Regions from separate parts of the Mus musculus genome. Here all the other regions are linked to region 2. A link is a contact called in public HiChIP or PLAC-seq and promoter capture Hi-C data. All regions are on one chromosome and are shown on one strand. The core of a region is the stretch at or near the end of the contact, and the rest is flanking DNA. Distances in the headings are between cores, read along the strand shown.

Evidence for each region. Promoter capture Hi-C pulls out the DNA fragments that hold promoters and counts their contacts. HiChIP or PLAC-seq counts read pairs in DNA pulled down with a chosen protein or histone mark.
Region 1: an H3K4me3 HiChIP or PLAC-seq map of embryonic stem cells shows a contact between it and region 2, with 5 times the contacts expected there. The contact joins the promoter of Pm20d2 here to the promoter of Bach2os in region 2. A contact is called at or near these places in 2 of 484 Hi-C or Micro-C datasets (the G1E-ER4 cell line and cardiomyocytes), 2 of 115 datasets of contacts at active chromatin or transcription factors (embryonic stem cells and stem cell-derived neural progenitor cells) and 1 of 9 other capture datasets (embryonic stem cells).
Region 3: a promoter capture Hi-C map of liver shows a contact between it and region 2, with 4 times the contacts expected there. The contact joins the promoter of Pnrc1 here to the promoter of Bach2os in region 2. A contact is called at or near these places in 4 of 39 promoter capture datasets (the 3T3-L1 cell line, liver and stem cell-derived epiblast-like cells), 1 of 15 datasets of contacts at CTCF or cohesin (embryonic stem cells), 2 of 484 Hi-C or Micro-C datasets (both in liver) and 9 of 115 datasets of contacts at active chromatin or transcription factors (the 230-238 cell line, bone marrow-derived dendritic cells, effector CD8 T cells and 4 more).
Region 4: a contact with region 2 is called in a promoter capture Hi-C map of trophoblast stem cells, with 14 times the contacts expected there. The contact joins the enhancer-like site here to the promoter of Bach2os in region 2. A contact is called at or near these places in 16 of 39 promoter capture datasets (the 3T3-L1 cell line, 3T3-L1-derived adipocytes, the C10 cell line and 11 more), 1 of 15 datasets of contacts at CTCF or cohesin (large pre-B cells), 3 of 484 Hi-C or Micro-C datasets (bone marrow-derived macrophages, cerebellar granule neurons and embryonic stem cells), 12 of 115 datasets of contacts at active chromatin or transcription factors (T-cell acute lymphoblastic leukemia, acute myeloid leukemia, bone marrow-derived dendritic cells and 8 more) and 3 of 9 other capture datasets (adipose tissue, embryonic stem cells and liver).

The regions. Positions count from the first base shown.
Region 1 is chr4:33,188,129-33,192,654 of GRCm38.p6, reverse strand. Pm20d2 (peptidase M20 domain containing 2) reads left to right here and starts at 2,918. Exons shown (of 7, transcript NM_001034867.2): 1 at 2,918-3,724. The coding sequence starts at 3,275.
Region 2 is chr4:32,569,979-32,574,561 of GRCm38.p6, reverse strand. It overlaps Bach2os (BTB and CNC homology 2, opposite strand), which reads left to right and starts at 2,900. Exons shown (of 5, transcript NR_026843.1): 1 at 2,900-2,978. The region is part of intron 3 of Bach2 (BTB and CNC homology, basic leucine zipper transcription factor 2); the gene reads right to left.
Region 3 is chr4:33,245,295-33,250,076 of GRCm38.p6, reverse strand. It overlaps Pnrc1 (proline-rich nuclear receptor coactivator 1), which reads left to right and starts at 1,290. Exons shown (of 2, transcript NM_001033225.2): 1 at 1,290-2,129; 2 at 3,570-4,654. The coding sequence starts at 1,680. The coding sequence ends at 4,013.
Region 4 is chr4:32,022,580-32,027,092 of GRCm38.p6, reverse strand. Map3k7 (mitogen-activated protein kinase kinase kinase 7) reads right to left here. Exons shown (of 16, transcript NM_172688.3): 16 at 3,626-4,513. Among named protein-coding and RNA genes, the nearest start is that of Map3k7, 61 kb to the right of the region's middle. Within about 2 kb of position 1,787, at least 12 of the 459 cell types and tissues checked have an H3K27ac peak or open chromatin away from gene starts, as enhancers often do. A contact at or near this core is called in trophoblast stem cells, where this site is marked.

The DNA.
Region 1 (4,526 bases), core at 1,669-4,168, 620 kb before region 2:
TTCCTGTTTCAACGTTATTATCCCCAATGAAGGGAACTTGTTTTGTGAGTAGCCTGGGAAGAAAAACGTATTTATGCTTTAAAACTATACATTATGTAGAACTACTTCTATTCGCCTTTAGTTCCTTCCCTCCAAAAGGAAAACAAAACAAAACAAAAAACAAACAAACAAAAAAACAAAACCCAACCAACCCCCTCCACAAAAACCTCACTTAATAGTACATTCTGCATTTTTAACTCCAGCCCCAGGTAAAGGAAGAGAGATTTTTTTTTTTTTAAAGAGACCTGAGTGGTATCATAAACAATGCAGACACTTGTATGTAGAATAGTTAAAAGATACCAAGTTTAAAAAAAAATACTGAGTAGTTTCCTGGCATTCAAGAATGCCACCTCCAACCCAGCTTTAGGAAGATATTCTTGAGCTGGGAAGATGGCTCAAAATGTAAAATCACTGCTCTGCAAGTATAAGTTCAAATCCCCACTGCCCATGTAAAAAGCTGGATGTGGCTGTACAATGCTACCATGAGAGTCAAGAATAATAATTAGCCAAAGGTATTTACTGTCACAGAGGAAGGATTTCTAGTCAGCGTTCTGTGGCTAGGCAGAGACACTGTCTACGCCAGATCTTATAAAAGAGAAGCATTTACTGGGGATGTCTTACAGTTAGTTTCATAGGTTTGATCCATTATCATCACGACAGGGAACATGGAGTCACGTAGGCAGACATGGTGCTAGAGAAGTACCTCAGTGTTTTACATCCAATCCAGAGGCAGCAGGAAGAGAAAGACACTGGGCCTGGCTTGGGCTTTTAACCTACTGCACCCCCCCAGTGACATACTTACTTCCTCCAACAATCTTGCCCAAGCTAGTATCTTGCTGGCAAGAATTCACTCGGACAACCGGATCTTTCTACGGCAAAGCTTTTATTGCTTCAACATAAGGAAGACCCGAACCCGGAAAATGGTGCTGCTTATATAGCCTGCAGCGTGACGTTTCAGCACCTGATGTGGCGTGACAGCACCCGATTAGTTGCTCGCCCATCACCCCATTACTTACGCCCTGAGATGGGCAGTGGCTGGGCGTGAATTTACTCTTGCACTTGCGCATAAGGCTTGTTTACTAGTTAGGCACAGTGGAAGCCAGCGCCATCTTATAATGGTGATTGCTCACGGCATGGCTCTCCACACAACAAGGCCACACCTAATCCCTTTCAAGTAGTATCTCTCCCCAGTGATCATGCATTCAAATATAGGAGTCTACAGGGACCATTCTTATTCAAACCACCACAAGGGATGTTATATCTATGCTGTTAGGTGCTAGAAAATGGAACAAAAAAAAGTATGAAGACTGAAGAGAAGATACAATTTATTAAAGAGATTCAAGAATACAAATCACCATGCACAAGAAATCCATGATGTCAAAAGTAGAAACTGAATACATATATGTCTGGGTGGGCAGACTACGCAGGAGGAACCCAGCCCAGAGTTACCTATCTTTCCACCACATCAGATGACAACAGTATTACTTTGTAACAAGCAACCTAAATAGCAGCTTGTCTCTAAAGTTTATACACAAGCCTGTGTGTAGCTGTCTAATGAGAACAAACAGGATTTCCACTGCTATTGGCAGAGCTCTGCTGTAAAAATTTATTGAAGATGAATGATTGTGTCCATTGTGATATAAATAGATGATTTGTGAATTCAGATGTCACAAGCAATCAAGTGTAGTGGTTAGATGTTGTCTTTTGTGGAAATCTGTGCCCAGTACTTAGTGAGTTGTATAATCTTGGATGCCCATCTGTAATTTGAAGATAATAGTCACACTAAAAACCTCATAGGTTGGGATGAGAAATAGGTATTAACATTTAAAACATCCAGAAAAGCACTTGGTGCAGAGTGAGTGATCTTATTATTTTGACATTATTCTGGCTTTTAGCCAGTTCACTGAGCAAAATAATCTGGAGTCTCATAGATGCTGGAGGACTCCTGTAAAGGAGTTACAAGAGTAAAGTTAAGAAAATGACGGTGGGGCTGGAGGACCAGGGTTCAGTTCCCATTCACCCAGAGGGTGGCTCGCAATCATGTGTAACTCGTTTCAGGCGATCTGACGCCCTCTTCTGACCTCCTCAGGCACCAGACTCGGTGTGCACGCATACATTCAGACAAAACAAACAAAATAACACAAAAAAATGTTAAAAAAAGTTTTAAAAAAGGAAAGTGAGTCCATTCATGAATTTATATCACATTTATTGTGTTTAGGGAAAAGTTTCATTCGGTTAGGGTGTTAACTAAGGACAGTTTTTTTCACGTTAGAGTGTGACCTGGACTCTGGCGTTTTAGGGTATAAACTAGTAAAAATTGATTACAGTCTGCCTTTTTCTTCTCTTCATTCCTTCCACTTCCCTCGAGTTTACTCTGTATAGCCCTGGCTGTCCTGGAACTCACTTTGTAGACCAAGCTGGCCTCGAACTCAGAGATCCACCTGCCTCTGCCTCCCAAATGCTTGGGATTAAAGGCGTGCACTCCTTAAAAAAATCATATATATATATATATATATATATATATATATATATATATATATATATATGGTATCTTATTTGACCTAGTTGTGGCAATTTAAGAGAGGGTAGAATAGGAAGAACACGCAGAAGCTTTTAATACAAGAAAACCTCAGACTACTAATTATTAGGTGTGTATCATCAATAACAATTTTGAACTTGTATCACTCTGGAGGAAAAGGAGAGTATGACTTCTTGAATTTCCTCATCGGGTAACTTTAGACCCGTTATGAACACAAGCTGTGCAAATCATGTTACTTGGGCTTGTCAATCAAAATTTTGGATAAAACTTGTCCTATACAATTCCTCTTCTTAGGAGTTGGCGCCCCAGCTCCAGGCCGAGCCTTGAGGGCGGAGCTACAGGGCAACTCCTGACCTGGGGGGTGGGGGGTTAAGTTAGAGTTAGGGTGGTGCTGTACGGTGGGCGAGCGCGGGGCGCTGGTCGCCGAAGCCGCCGAGGGCGGCCGAGGACTGATTAGGACAGCCGAGCGGTGCGGACTGCCAAGGGCTGCCGAGGCGCCTAGCCTTGCGGAGGGCTGCCAAGGACAGCTAAGCGTTGCCAAGGGCGGCCAAGCGCTGCCAAGGTGCCGCCGAGCGTTGCATAGGACTGGCAAGGACTGCCGAGCGGCGCCGAGCGTTGCCGAAGTCAGATAAGACAGCCGAGCGCCGCCGAGCCTCGCAGAGGGCGGACGAGGAGAGACCGCAGCACGCCCGCGCCATGGGTCCGGTGGTGGAGCGGCCGGCCGAGCCCGGCACGAGCAGCGCCGCCGAGCTGGAGCTGCTGAAACGGCGAGCGGCCGAGCGCATCGACGAGGCGGCCGAGCGCCTGGGCGCGCTGAGCCGCGCCATCTGGAGCGCGCCCGAGCTGGCCTACGAAGAGCACCGCGCGCACGGCGAGCTCACGCGCTTCTTCGAGTGCGAGCCGCCGGCCGCCTCGTGGGCGGTGCAGCCGCACTTCGGGCTCCCCACCGCCTTCCGTGCCGAGTGGGCGCCGCCGGAGTCCGCGGCGGGGCCCCGCGCGCTGCAGGTGGCCTTCCTGTGCGAGTACGACGCGCTGCCAGCCCTGGGCCACGCCTGCGGCCACAACCTCATCGCCGAGGTCGGGGTGGCTGCGGCGCTCGGCCTGCGGGCTGCGCTGGAGAGCATCGCTGCGCCGCCGCCGGTCAAGGTGAGCCACTCCGGGCCAGCGCGGGGCGTGCCGGATCCAGCCCGGAGTGCCAGACCAGTCGGAGTACCAGACCGGTTATTTTTGGTGGCAGACAGCTGCAGTTTGCTCATTGGGTCGTGTGCTATCTGGAGGAAATAAATGGAGACTTAACAAACAAAAGATTTTGATTTGAATAATTGGTATTTGTATAGTAAATTTCAGTGTTTAGAACTACCAGGCTGCCAAACCACTAAAGAGCAGAACTAACGGAGAAGCTAACAAAACATTTACTACGTAGATAGGTTCATATTTAAGTGTACATTTTATTTCATATTAAACAGGCGTCTCGGTTCTTTAAGCAGGAAAATGTCGTGCATGTCTGTCTTGGGCAGGTCCGATCTTGTGTTTACTCTTTAGGATAGTGTATTTAATTCTGTGAGCAAGGTTATATGTCACAACTCAGCTCGGCTCACCCGCCAGTGGCAGTAATGTAATCCTCTGCAACAAACAATTTATCTCTTGTGGCCTCTAGGTTTCTGTGTTGTTTGGGGAGGAGGGCCGTGAGACCCTGGACCGACTTAGGAAAGTTCTCAGCGGTTGGCAATGAGCCCAGTAGATTCAGAGAGGCTTAGCGGCCAGGAGTGGTGGTGCATGCCAGGCGGAGCTCTGTGAGTTCGAGGTCAGCCTAGTCTATCTGAGCTCCAGGACAGTCAGGATTACATAGAGAGACCCTGTCTTACCCCCTCCCTCAAAAAGCAGCTTAACTTAAGGTACATTATAAATTTAAAAATAAATAAAGCCAGACTTTGAGAAGTATACCAAC
Region 2 (4,583 bases), core at 1,651-4,150:
GTACAAACACACACAAGTCGGCCAGCCTGGTGGTGTATAGCTCTAATCCCAACACTCAGGAGGATTGCCATGCATCTGAGCATAGCATGGGCTACAGAGTAAGTGGGGAGCCAGTCTGGCCTACATAGTGAGACCTTGTCTCAACACACACACACACACACACACACACACACACACACAGATTATAATGTTATCATTTCCTGAGGTTCCTTTGAAGCAAATGGCATTAAAAATATTGTAAACTGTGTTAGTTCTTCCAATGTTGCAGAACTTTTGTAAGAAAGACCATGGTTTATCAAAGCCCCTGCTACAAGACACACAACCGGAATTCAACAAAATGGCCAAAGTGATCTTCTAAAGACCGATGTACAGATGGGGAAGGAAGACTGAGCCCAGCACACCTTGAAGACACTGCAGAGATGCACCAGTCAGTGAGAGTCTTTTTTACTCACACAGAACCCAAGGTGACATCCTGGGTAGGAGGAGTCAGAGCTGGGCTTTAGTTCTCACACAGGAGAGAGGTGACATCACCCCTCTGACCCTCAGTGTCCTCGTGCAAAACAAGGTACGCTTCTCAGGTTAGTGTTATGCTAGGCACTTTGTCAGGATATGGTTTTTAAAATTACGTTTTCTTTTACAGGGTAATTCTGTTATTTCTCTGACACGATGCATATTCCTTCCTTCTGATAAACACCTTGCTGGACGATGTCATGTGTTCTCGAAGTTAAGCCTTGAAGGGCACTGAGACTTGTACTTTGTCCTGTTTCACTGGCTGCTCAGTAGGGCAGACCTGGCATCTCCAGCTCACAGCACTATCCTGCCAGTTCTGTGAATGGAAGCATGCTCATTGCTTATGAGGTTTTATTTAATTATTCTGAACTCAGTTCACTCCTCTAGCTAGACAGGCCCTGGGAATGACACTCAGTTTCCATGCTTAGTGGCTGCCCCTTTTACCCGAGGAACCACCTTGCCAGCCCAGAAGTGAATTCTTGAAGCCACTGAGACCCGCAGAGGACTGTAACCCCAGCCAACACCCGATCTGAGCCAGAAATGCTCATGAGGGCCAGCTCAGTTCCTGACACACAGAACGTGTGAGAGCTGTTGAATGACCACTGCTACTGTAAGCCATTAAGGTTTAGGCACGATTCCTACTTTTAAGTCCTTCACAAGTCAAGGTAAATATTTTTAAAAGAGAGGATGGCAGGGGTGGGAGAGATGGCTCGATAGTTAAGAACACCTGCTATTCTTCCAGAGGACCCAGGTTTGATTTCCAGCACACACACACACACACACACACACACACACACACGAACATACATGGCAGCTCACAATCATCTGTGGCTACAGTTTCAGGGAATCCAATACCCTCTTCTGGTCTCTGTTGGCCCCAGACACACACGTGGTACAGACAGACATACACACAAACAACTATAAAATAGAAATAAATAAATAAAACTCCACAACAATGAAGAGAGGATATCACAACTCTGGAGGTGTCTTCTCTGTTGTTTAATTTTAGTATGTATTATTTTGTAAGAACGGCAACTATGGAGACCTGATGCAGGGAGTGGTCCTCATCTATAAACACAAGAAGTGAAGGTATGGAAATTAGGAATTCAAGGTCATCCTTAGCTACAAACTGACAAACTGAGTTTAAGGCCAGCATGGGCTACTGAAGACCCTAATTGTTTTGTGTGAAAACATTGACTTTGTGTCTGATGCAGAAGCTGAGAGCAAGCCCAGGCTCTCTCTCTCTCTAGGGCCTTGTCAGTCTCCATGGGGTTTGGAGTTCAGGTCGGTGACATTTTTAAAAAATGATTTATTTATTTTATATATTTGAGTACACTGTCACTGTCTTTAGACACATCAGAAGAGGACTTCAGATACCATTACAGATGGTTGAGAACCACTGTGTGGGTGCTGGGAATTGAACTCAGGACCTCCGGAAGAGCAGCTGGCGCTCTTAACCACTGAGCCATCTCTCCAGCCCCAGGTCTGTGACTTTTAACAGCTTCTCTCTGCCCTTCCTTGCTAAGGCGGTGCTGATGGTTTGGGAACTTCTGCAGTTACATCTGTTTCTGCAACTCCTGCACAGTTATGACCTCAGCAATCTTAGCACTTGGGAGGAGGTGGAGGCAGGAAGATTAAGGCCACCCTCAGAGGCCTGTGGAGTTCCAGGCCAGCCCAGGCTATTAGACCCAGCTCAGGTTGCTTAGGTTTTTTTCTCATATTCAATTTCTTGGCTTGGCCAGCAGATGGCAATGTAAGCCTAAATGTCATGTGCTAGGCTAACCTTTAATACTAACACCAGTCAGAGAGGCTAAACTTACAAGTGTATGTCAGTCAGGTGTGTTGTGTTACACCTTTAATCCCAGCACTTGAGAGGCAGAGGCAGGTGGATCTCTGAGTTTGAGCCTAGCCAAGGTTAAATACCGAGAGCTTGTTTCAGAAAAACTCAACCAACACCCCCACCCCTGCAAGAAACCAAAAAATTGAAAGCGGCCACATTAAATAAAGTAAAAACAAAACAAAACAAAACAATCCAGGTGAGTTTCATTTTAAGAACATGTCATTTATCCCAGTGTATAAAATATTTCTAATGTAATCTATACAAGTTATTTACAAAAAATTCAATGATGAAAAATTAAAATCTAAAGCACATTTTATTGTTCCAGTATTGTTCCACAATTCAGATGGGTCCCCACAAAAGGCTTGCTAGACATGTGTAGGACGTGCCCAGGAATCTTACAGATCTCTCAGGAAAAAGAGTCACTGGAGAAAGCATGTGGGCCTGGGTTTATTGGTGAAGAAAGCAACTTCCTGTTAGGATTCAGAGGGTGGAGTGTTGAGTCTGTGTTCTTTAAGAGGTCAAGGGTATGGCTAGTCTGCCCTGAATCTGGGAGTTATCTGTTGGTTGCATCAGATAGTCATGAGGCTCAGTCCTGGTATTTGTGCCCAGTTGATCACCATGCACAAAGGTAAGCACACTAAAGAATCATTTGCCTTTCCTAGGGCCGGGTGAAAATTCTGTCGGGTTACTTCCTAGCTGTGCACTTACTCCATGTGGCACTTACTATGCCTCCCATGTGGTGAGTGCAGGCAGGACAAATGGCTCCTTTGCAGGCTGTTGGAAAGGCCTTTGCCTGTGGGGCTGTTTCTCCTAGGCTTCCAATGATACAGTGCACTGTTTATCTCCATTTTCCAAGCTTTGGATAACAGACACTCAGATCCTAGATGGTGCCCCAGCAGCACACAGGTCGTCAGTTGGAGACATAGCACCTGGGCATCACAAAAGCTGTGCACCCTTGGGGCTCAGGGGACTTCTATTTCCACTGACAGCAGAGCCATCTTACTTCAGCTCCAGACTGTATTTGCTTACTTGCAGAAAGAAAACATGCCACAGAGCAGATCACAAGGAAAGTCTAAAGGGCTTCCGCACCGAGCGCTACTGTATTTAAAGCCATCTAGACAGCAAACACAGACCAGGTAGACAGGATGGAAGGTTGGCGGGGGAAAGGGAAAATCAACAATGGCAGTGTCAAAGTCCTTGGAGCAAAAGCAAACCACACATGGAATTTCATCAGGGATTGTTGCAATCGGGCTTCGTTTTTAAAGACGGTCAGTGGAGAAGAAAACAGTCAGCCATACATCTTCTTCTCTCTCAGGGGGAAGGGAGCCCTCACTCTTGTGCTGGGTTCTGTTTGTAGATCTGCTAGCCACACAGCAAGGAGGAACTTACACTGACCAGCAGGTGGGAGCACCTGCCTTGTTCCTCAAGGGATGCGGAGGCTCAACCTCAGCCCTCGGCTGTTTCCAAGGCAACGGGCGGGCATTCCTGGAGATGAGGGGCAGCCCTGGGCCTTTCCAGAGGAATATTTTCACAAGCTTTTGTGTGCATCCATGTACCCCACACAGGGCTGAAAACTAGGTAATGTGACAACGTCTTGGAAAGCCGACCAGCTGCGAGAAAGCTCACGCCTCTGCTCTTTCCTCCAGGAGATTAATACAACGTACACAAGCTTGTACAGCTTGCTGTTTGAGTCAGTGCTCCTGCCTAACATATCCTTCCAGACGGTACTTCTCATCAGAGGTGTTTACTCTCTGGGTCCCCAGAGACAGCACAGAGTAGACAATATGACACAATGAAACATTCTGCTAACTCTCGCCCCCACCTGTCCGAATAGCCTGCTGTTATGGCCAGTGGACTCTGGGCAGGGAGGCTGCACGGTAGACAGGCCTGGGAGATTTGTAGGCGATGAATCTCTTTAGTTGTGGACTGCTTTGGTTTTTGGTTAAGGCTTGGAGACAGAGGAATAGTCACTGAGTCAGCAGGCCAAATGTGAAAGAGGGTACTATTGGCCACTGCTGCGGTTTGCACAATATGTTCCTGTTGGTCATACCAGTCTTGCCAAAGTGCTGACTCTCTCCCTGCCTCTGGAACCCACAGGAAGTGCAGGATTAGAGGTCATTTTTCAGTATGGGACCTACACTGCTCGCCAGCAATGCCCGGAGGAAGGTTAGACTTTGTGGGAGTCCCAGCTTTTTAGCAGTCTGTGAAATCAATTCCTGCAGTTTGTAGCCAG
Region 3 (4,782 bases), core at 41-2,540, 680 kb before region 2:
CTAGCCTGAGAACAAAGACATTCCCTACTGCTGGCCAAAGACAATGGAACTATTCCCTGCCTCTAACCTCCTAGCTCATTCCCATCTTCTGTTCTCCTCACAGTGTGTGTGTGTCTATGTGTGTGTGTGTGTGTGTGTGTGTGTGTAGTGGAAGCAGGTTTGCGGCAGAATGTGTTTGGAAGTCAGAGGGCCACTTTGTGGTTTTGGCTGTCTTTCATTTTTAGGTGGCTTACAGGGATGGGACTCAGGCTGCTAGGCTTATATAGCAAGCATTTTAATTACTCACTGATCCATCTAGATGCCCTGCTCTTTTTATTATGAGGCAGAGTCTCATTAAATTCCCTACACTAGAAATTTCCCATCCTCTACTTCTGCCTCTCCAGGAGCTAGTGTTACAGGTCTTGACCTTGCCATACCTAGACCAGAGTTCAGATTCTTCTGTTAATTTTTTAATGATTTGTGTCTAATTCTTTAGTCTCTTGTATGCCTTACTGTAAAATGATTAAAAAAAAATTATTGGACAATGGTGACATGGGCCTTTAATCCCAGCACTAGGGAGGCAGAGACTGGTGTATCTCTGTGTTCGAGGCCAGCCTGGTCTACAGATCGAGTACAGAGTACAGCCTGGGCTACACAAAGAGTAACGCCATCTCGAAGAAAGAAAAAAGAGGAAACTAAATAAATAAAGCCCCAATCATTAAAGAAGTATGTTTCAAACAAGATGAATTACAGAAATTGGTTCTGAGGTCCTATTTGGTAACTGGTGTCTACAGTTCTTTTCTGTATTAAACTGTGAGTAGAGAATTCTGTTAACCCAGTTAGCTAGCAACTGTAGCAGAGCTGTTTTCTCTGGGTGGGACAAAGGCCAATTGGTTGGCAGCAGCATCAAGTTTCAGGGGCAATGTGAGATCTCAAGAGACTCCCAGAGATCTTTAGCTATAAAGGCAGTAAAAAATTAAAGGCCCATTTTCGGCATTATAGAGTACTTCTGATGAGCTGAAGAATCCTTCAGTAAACCCTTTTTTATTTTCACCACCAGGGTTAATTGGCAGCGTCGGAAAACCGAATGAGAAACCACATAGCCAAATTTCACTGTAGGTTAAATGGAGGCAGATCTTCACCAGTGCTGTAAATCCTTAGTGAAATAAATCCTTAGTGTTCTCCGAAATCTCTTAAAATTTTTATGTAGGGCTGAAATCGAAAACCTACAAAGCAGTCCTTTCTGGAGGTCAGAAGCTTCCTAGTTCCTCCACCGCCTCTCTCCTCCTCCTCCCCTGCCCCACCCCCAGGCTACCCCAAAGGATCGCTGCCAGGGAGGTGAGGCAGAAGTCGAACTTCATTGTTCACGGGACACTCTCGGTAAGAGCCCGTTGGGCGCGCCTGCGCAACGTGCGCTCTTTGTGAAGGGCTGCAGCAGGCTGCTTGTTTGTGTCTTGCCTCGGGGCGCGGAGGCGGGACCGAGGGAGTGGCCTGGCAGGCGCACGCGGATTGGGCCGCCGCAGGGAGGTGGGCGGGCACGGGGCGGGGCCTCGGGTAACAACACTGGCCGCGGTGGCCAGCGCTATTTGTTGCTGCGCCGCCTCGCCCGAGTCATGGTCCTTGCTCCGAACCTTCCAGCAGCAGCCTCCGCCGCCGCCCCGTGACTCCTGCTCCCCGCCTTTCTGCCGAGTCCCCGCGCCATGACCGTCGTCTCCGTCCCACAGCGAGATCTCGCTCTGAGCGGCCGCTTAGCGCCGCTCGGGTTCCTCGGGGCCCTCCCGATGGTGAACCCGGCCCCGCCGCCCTTGCCGCGCCTTCCGGACCCGCGCGCGCTGCCACCCACCCTCTTCCTGCCGCACTTCCTCGGGGGGGACGGGCCGTGCCTGGCGCCCGCGCCTCGCACCACCGCGCCGTCCGGCTGCACCTTGGCCCCGGCGGCTGCCCCGCGGGCGGCGCCCAAGAAGCGGCGGAAGAAAAAGGTGCGGGCCAGCCCGGCCGGGCAGCTGCCCAGCCGCTTCCACCAGTTCCAGCAGCACCGGCCGAGCCTGGAGGGTGGTCGCAGCCCGGCGCCGGGGCCAATCGTCGCGCAGGAGGAGCGAGGTCTGGCGGCCACTGCCCTGCTCCACAGACAGCCCCCACTCGCGAAGGAGGTAGGGCCGGTGGGGGCGGGGCGGCTGTTTACTCGGGAGGGAAGTTTCCGTGACGCTCGCTCGAGTGGTGGGGCGGAAGCGGGAGGGGGGCTGGGCGGCTGCGCTGGCGCCGCCCATTGGCTCCGGAGCCAGCCAATGGGAGCGGCGGCTACGGCCCAGCAACAGCCTGCATTTAGAAGCTTGGCGGCGCTCCAGGGGGTTTCGGCGTTCGGGGCTCAGGGACCTGCGGAGGGCTGACGTCAGCCCGCTACGTGCAGCGCTCTGGGGCGCTCATGAAGGCGGTGCTGGGTGGGGGCGGAGGCGCAGGCGCAGGCGCGGTGCCCAGTGGGGCACCGGGCGGGCGGGACCCACGCACAGCCAGATCCGCTGAGTCGGACTGCTGTTGGGAAGTTGGCAGGAGTCTCCGTCTGATGCCCGACGCGAAGGTGTCCCGGGCCCTGTGCAGGCCGGCACGAGCTTGCCTCGCTGGAGGGGGCTTCTAAGCAGCGCCCTGAATGAGTTTTTAGAAGTTATAAAATGGACTCCTCGGTTAACGGATCTGGATAACTGGGATACAGTTTTGTCGAGGCTAAAGGATTTGAGAGTTGTCTTAGCATGAAAAACAAAAGCCGAAACCACCTTTTTCATACAGCTTGAAGAATTCTTTGTTGGTAGTGACACGAAAAGCAGCCATTGTACTGAAATTGTACTTGATCAAGATGTGCCCATGAAGAGGAATAAGAATTTAGATCCTGAAGTGGTTTTTTGTTTGGTTTGGTTTGGTTTTTAGTTTTTCAGACAGGCACTTGCATTAGCTTAGAACTCACTGTACATTGGAGAAGATTCTATTTTTCAGAGGCAGTTTTGAACGGGAAAGACAGTATGACCTTGTACTTGGGTCTCAGTTTTTGTGTCCTTACTATATCATGCAAGCATCAGAGGGGCAGTGATCTAAGGGTGTTTTCATTTGGTGCACATTTCTGTAGATTATGCTGGGAAAGTTACTACAGTGCAAAAGTTTGTGGCCTGTTAGGATTCGGGCTGTAGCCCCGGCTGGCCTGGAATTTACCTTTCTGCTTCTGCCTTACAGACCTTTTGGCTGAGCTTAGAAGGTCGTCCATGAAGTTGCTGAATCTGAAAGGCAGACGGGAACTTTTTTTCTAACCTATAGAGGACACTTGTTCCTTACTGTTGTTTACAGTTAGAAAAGATGGACATTGAGTTTTTTTTAAGTGATATTTTTCTGAATGTAAGTTTGATATATGCTATAATTAACAGCATCAATTCAATAGCAACATAAGAGGCGTGCACATTTGAACATCCAGTAGTAAGCACATCCCACACATAACGTATTTATTTAAAACCGGATTAAATTCTAGAGGACTTTAAAAGCAAGTTTGTAAAATATATGTAAAGATAACTTTTATCTTGAAAATTGCTCACTTTTGTGTTCCTTTGTAGGTTTTAAAATCAAAGATGGGAAAATCGGAGAAAATTGCCCTTCCCCACAGCCAGCTTGTGCATGGTATACACTTGTGTGAACAACCAAAGATAAACAGACAGAAAAGCAAATACAACTTGCCACTAACCAAGATCACCTCTGCAAAAAGGAATGAAAGTGACTTTTGGCAGGATTCTGCTTCCTCCGATCGAATGCAGAAGCAGGAAAAAAAGTCTTTTAAAAATACTGAGAACATTAAAAGTAACCATTTGAAGAAATCAGCATTTCTAACAGAAGTGAGCCAAAAGGAAAATTACGCCGGAGCAAAGTTCAGTGACCCACCTTCCCCTAGTGTCCTCCCAAAGCCTCCGAGTCACTGGATGGGAAGTACCGCCGAGAACCCCAGCCAGAGCCGGGAGCTGATGGCAGTGCACTTGAAAACGCTCCTCAAGGTGCAGACCTAGGCTTGCGTCTGCAGTGTGTGGTAAACATCGATTTCCCCAGACCTTTGGACTCGAAAGGAAACGGATACAGCAGTGAAAACTTGCCCTGTTGCAGCATCCGACACAATGAGCTTAAGTCACACAAGCAGCTTGTATTATATTTTATATTTTGTAAATACTGTATACCATGTATTATGTGTACATTGTTCATACTTGAGAGGACATTATAGTTTTGTTATGAAAGTATGTATTTTGCCCTGCAGCTGTGGTGGTGTTTTGTATATATACAGTGGAGATAGTCTAAGTGGGTGCTAAGGCACATGGAAGACTGTTTATTTGCACAGGTACCGAAATTTTTTTAAGAACAGCTGTCAAATCTCAAAAGTGAAGATGTAACTGTGAACAATTTCCTTATGTACTACTGAAGGTGAAATTCGGCACAATCACTGTAATCATGGAGTCTGTGTTGCTCTAAATTGACAACTTGACTTTTAATCTGCAATTCCTAGAAAGCTTCCCGTTTTTACCAAACTTCATTTCTGGATATTGGTATATTGCCATTATGGAGATTTAAAACACCTCTAATTTTAAATACCAACAAAATTGGTTGTAATCAAATTTTAAATCAATAATAATAATTTGGCCTCCCCCCTTTTAAGGTAGTCTTGGCTTTTTGTGTGTGCCTGCTGTCTGAATGAGTGTGTAAGCAGGTGACTGTGTCATTGGACTTGGAACATTTGTTGTCTTCGTGTCTTTGACTATGCTAAAATAACAACCTTGCTACAAAATT
Region 4 (4,513 bases), core at 538-3,037, 550 kb after region 2:
AACCTTTATCATCTCATTCTGTTACAGCCGAATACTACTGCATTGTGTGTACGTGTATTTCATTTCCCATTCACCGGTTGAATACCATTTACAGTGTTTCCATTTCCTAGCTCTGTGAATAGAGAGGCAAGGGAGCCAGCTGAGCAATCATCTGTGTGGTAAGAAACTACAACCTTCGAGTATAAGCCAAGGAGTGCTATATACCTCCCAAATCGTTTATTGATCGATTGGCTTGAGGCAAGGCCTCATTATCTAGCTTAAGATACCCCCAAACTCACAGTAGTTGTCCTGCCTTAGTTTCCAGAGTGCTCAGACTATTGGCACATGTCTACACTTAGTACTGAGTACTATTACGTTTCTTTCTGTTGCTGTGCCAAAATGCCCGGATGAAAGCAACGCAACGTAAGGAAGGAAGCGTTTCTTTTGGTTTCACAGTTCCAGGTGGCAGTTCATCATGGTAGCGAATTTACAGTGAGTTGCAGGAGTTGGAGGCAACTGGTCACACTGGACCCATACAGAAAGGCAGAGTTGTCCATTCTGGTCCCTCTAGATTCACCTTTAGTCCTGTTGCAGTGTGTCTGCAGGAGCCCCTCTTCTCAGTGCACCGCTATCCCCAAGGGAATGTCTTGGTGCAGAACTCGGCTCCCCTTAGCTCTTTCCCACTATCACCCTTTTAAGCTTTTCCTTAAAGCCCATCTCAATTCCTTTGTGACACCTGCCCACCCACTTTCTACCAGGGATCACATTTGCCTAAGACCCAGAGTGAGCAGTAGCAACCAAAGCAGGAACACTTACCCAACAAGGACAAGGCCAGGTAACTACACCAAGGAACATTTCAAATGCCAGGTGCCGAGACCCCAACACATCATGGAAACATTCACTCTGTACATAGTCTTTTGCTGTACAGGAACTCTAACTTCATCAGGTCCCATTTATTGCTGCTCTTAGTACCTGGGCTATGCATCCTCTTCTGAAACTCCTTTCTGGTGCTGATAAGTTCAAGCCCATCCCCTATTTTCTAACATACTCAGGGTGTATGGGCTTATGCTAAGGTCCTTAATCAATCTGGAATTGAGTTTTGTGCAGCATGATAGAGATGGATGGATTCTGCAGTCTTCTTCACGCAGCCATGCCATCCAGAAACATCAAAGTTGCTGTCAGTTCTACAGTGTGTTTTTTTTTTTCCAATAAACAGCTTTGCACTACAACTTGAAATCAGTTATTATTCAAGATTGCTTTAGCTACGCTGAGTTTTTGTCTTTCCATATGAAGTCGAGTCTTTTTCAGTTCCTATGAAGAATCACGTTTGAAGATAAGGCGTATACGTACAATTCTAAAGACGAACCCATTCTGACCGTTCCTTTGCTTCCCAGAAGATACACAGTTAGCATTCCCTCAGTCATTTCGGGTGCTTTGACTGCAACGGCGTGGCTACGTTCTGAAATATGGAGGTTATCACTAGTCACTGAAGAAGGACAGAAGAATGAAGTTCCTCACTTGGAAATTTAAAATCACCAGGAAACATTTACTCATTCTTAGAAAAAGCTTCCTGGAAAGTAGCCTTTGGAATCTTACAAGACTCAGGTTATACCATGAAAGCTACTGATTTGAAAGGCTGCCCGAAATAACTGATATGAAAAGGCCAGGTGCTTTAAACAGAAACCTGATGCTCCCAGGGCTGCGTGGCTGGCTCATGGCAGAAACAGCAGAGGCTAGGCATGAAGGCAGGCTGGGGCCAGCCCTACATGGGCTAAGAAAGCAAACTGTACTTTTGTGTACCATGCCATGAATCACAGATGACACATGTGTGAGATATGTCAAGTACCCTCAGGCTCTTTGTATAGCCACTGAACAGTTCTAAACATTGTTTTGTGATGTAGTCTTTCCTAGGTAAAGGGTTTTTTTTTTTACTATACTTTTTTGTATGAATGCTTTTGTCTGAGTGTATATATGTGTATCATGTGCATGGTTGATGCCCATGGAGGTCAGGAGAGGGTGTCATATCCCCTTGGAAACAGAATTATGGGGTTGTGAGCTATCAAATGGGTGCTGGGAATTGAACCTGGGTCCTCTCTGTAAAAGCAACAAGTGCTCTCTCTCAGGATTTCTAGTGAGCCCTCTTAGGATTTTTAGCGAGCAGGAGGTATTTATAATTCAACAAAACATTCTTAAAAGTTATACCAACTGTTAGAGTATATACTAAAAAGTAACATGGACCGACCTACCAGCATGCTATTTCCCATGACTGTATACAGTTACAAATGCACACTTTATCCAGGTGAAGGGGAATTCTGCAAGCAAGGGATTGAGATTCTATAAAAGCCATAATAATCTGCCACGGCACTCCGGTCGAGTCAGCTTGACAGGCAGTGATGCCTAAAAGCCACTCATGAGGCAAAGAGTTTCAAGGAAGCTCTCCTCCTGGAGTTTTGGCGCTCTCATTCTCATACTCTTTTCCCGAGTTAGTCTGGTGTATGGATCTACAAGCTCTCTTTTAATATTTTATTATAAATGCCTCTTAAGATTAATTCGGTATAGTTAGTTTCCCCAGTGTTCCAAAATCCCAGAAGCCCCCCCCCCCCCCCCCGAGTTTAGAATCCTGTGAGAAGGCAGCAAGGAAGTTAACCTATTAACTAATTAACTAGTAACTAATTAAGCATTACAATAGCCAGTGGCTCAACTGGTCTGCAGAAAGAGCCAGGGAATCTCACTGAGATAGAAAGCTTTAGTACAGGCTACATTGCATACCAAAAGCAAATTGGCATACTCTCCTGACAAATGGAGATTCTCCAGATAAGAATTTAGCAAGGCCTAGGAATTTAGGGGTCTGTGACATTGCATTATTCTTGAGGCCTGCCAAGAGCAGAACCCCCTGGTGCTATTAACACTAAAGTGTGAAATTCTTGCCTGTCATTAAGCTGATCCTAGGCAGGACTGCTTTATCTTTATTGTAAACATTTACCTGGTTCCTGTAAATCCTTTCGAAGTCATTCCTTTGTTTTGTATCTGGTAAACTTCAATGTACCTTGCCTGCTGTGACTCCCAACCCCTTGTATTCTCTGTACTATAAAGGTCTGATGCTCGACCTGACACATACATTCAGATTCTACACAACCTCTCCTGTGTGCATCTGTCTGTCAATTCATCTGACGCTTTGCCCACCTGCCCCAGAGACCCGTTCCACGCAGACACAGGGACCCAGAGGGTCTGTGGCAATAATCATCTAAAGTGTCTCCAGACTATGACCCTGTACAGCGAAACACGATACACCACACATTCCCGAAAATTAAAGTTTCTTTCAAAATCTAACACCGAGTTTCAAGTACTATCAGAAATTAATTAGAAAAGCCTCTCAAAGGAATTAAAAAGAAGCCATTTAGATCAAGGGAGAGAGCTTAAAAGAGGAAATTCACAGGGTAGGACTTCATTTAAGACTACAGGCACTGTATGTTCGTTCTCTCTACAGCTAGCAGAGACCAGGGGCTGTCTATAGATGGGGTCTTGGAGGGGACAACTGACCTCAAAAGGGCATGGGGGAGATTATGTGGTAGACATATTCAGGATGCTGACTGCTGGAGTGGTTTCATAAGTGCATGTATCTGTCAAAACTCAGTAAACTGTACACTTTGAAATGAATGAAGTTTATTGTACATAAATTACGCCTTAATTAAATATGACTTCCTAGTAGACAGAAACAAAAATACCACCACCACAAAGATGACAAAAGTTCAGACCAGAGCTCACTTCCTGTGTGCCGGGTGGATCTTCTGTCAGTTGGCCCAGTACTTGTACTTCATTTTGGGCATTTTGTCTCTCAGATGGAAGAAGGAATTCCAAGTGAGTGAGTGCCAACACTGAAGCCCTCCAATTCACAGGGGGCCTTCACAACATCGCAGTCATTCCGAGCAGATATCTGGGTTGAGGAGGTGTAGAAATGTTTCCTCTGCTGATGAGTGGGCAGTTCTCACACAAGTGACTCCACCTACACAGATGGAGCTGGTAGAAGAGCAGATTCAGGGGCCAATGCTTAGCAACCCCCGCCTTCAGCATCTTACAGGGGCTTCTATGGTGGGGCTGACATGAACTTGTCATTAGTAACAGTAGCTTATCAATACTGAAGCAACGAGGAAACTAATGGATAGATAGTAAAAATATGTGGTTATCTATAAGCGGGGGGGGGGGTTACTTGATATAAAAGCAAAATGGTTACTGTAGCTTAGAAAAAACATTAAGAAGTTTGCAATGATAAGTCAGTCACTTTTATGCTGTACTCCATAAAAATGAAGGCCCATGAAAAAATAAAGAGGACTTTTTTTTTCTCACGTGTGTGTGTGTGTGTGTGTGTGTGTGTGCGCGCGCGCACGCTCGTCTGAGTATATATGCACCATGTGCTTACAAGAACCATCAGGAACATAAGGAGTCAGACCACCCCGGAACTGGAGTTGCAGAGAGTTGGGAGTCTCCATGCGGGTGCTGGGAACAGAACCCTAGTCCTCCACATGAGTGCTCTTAA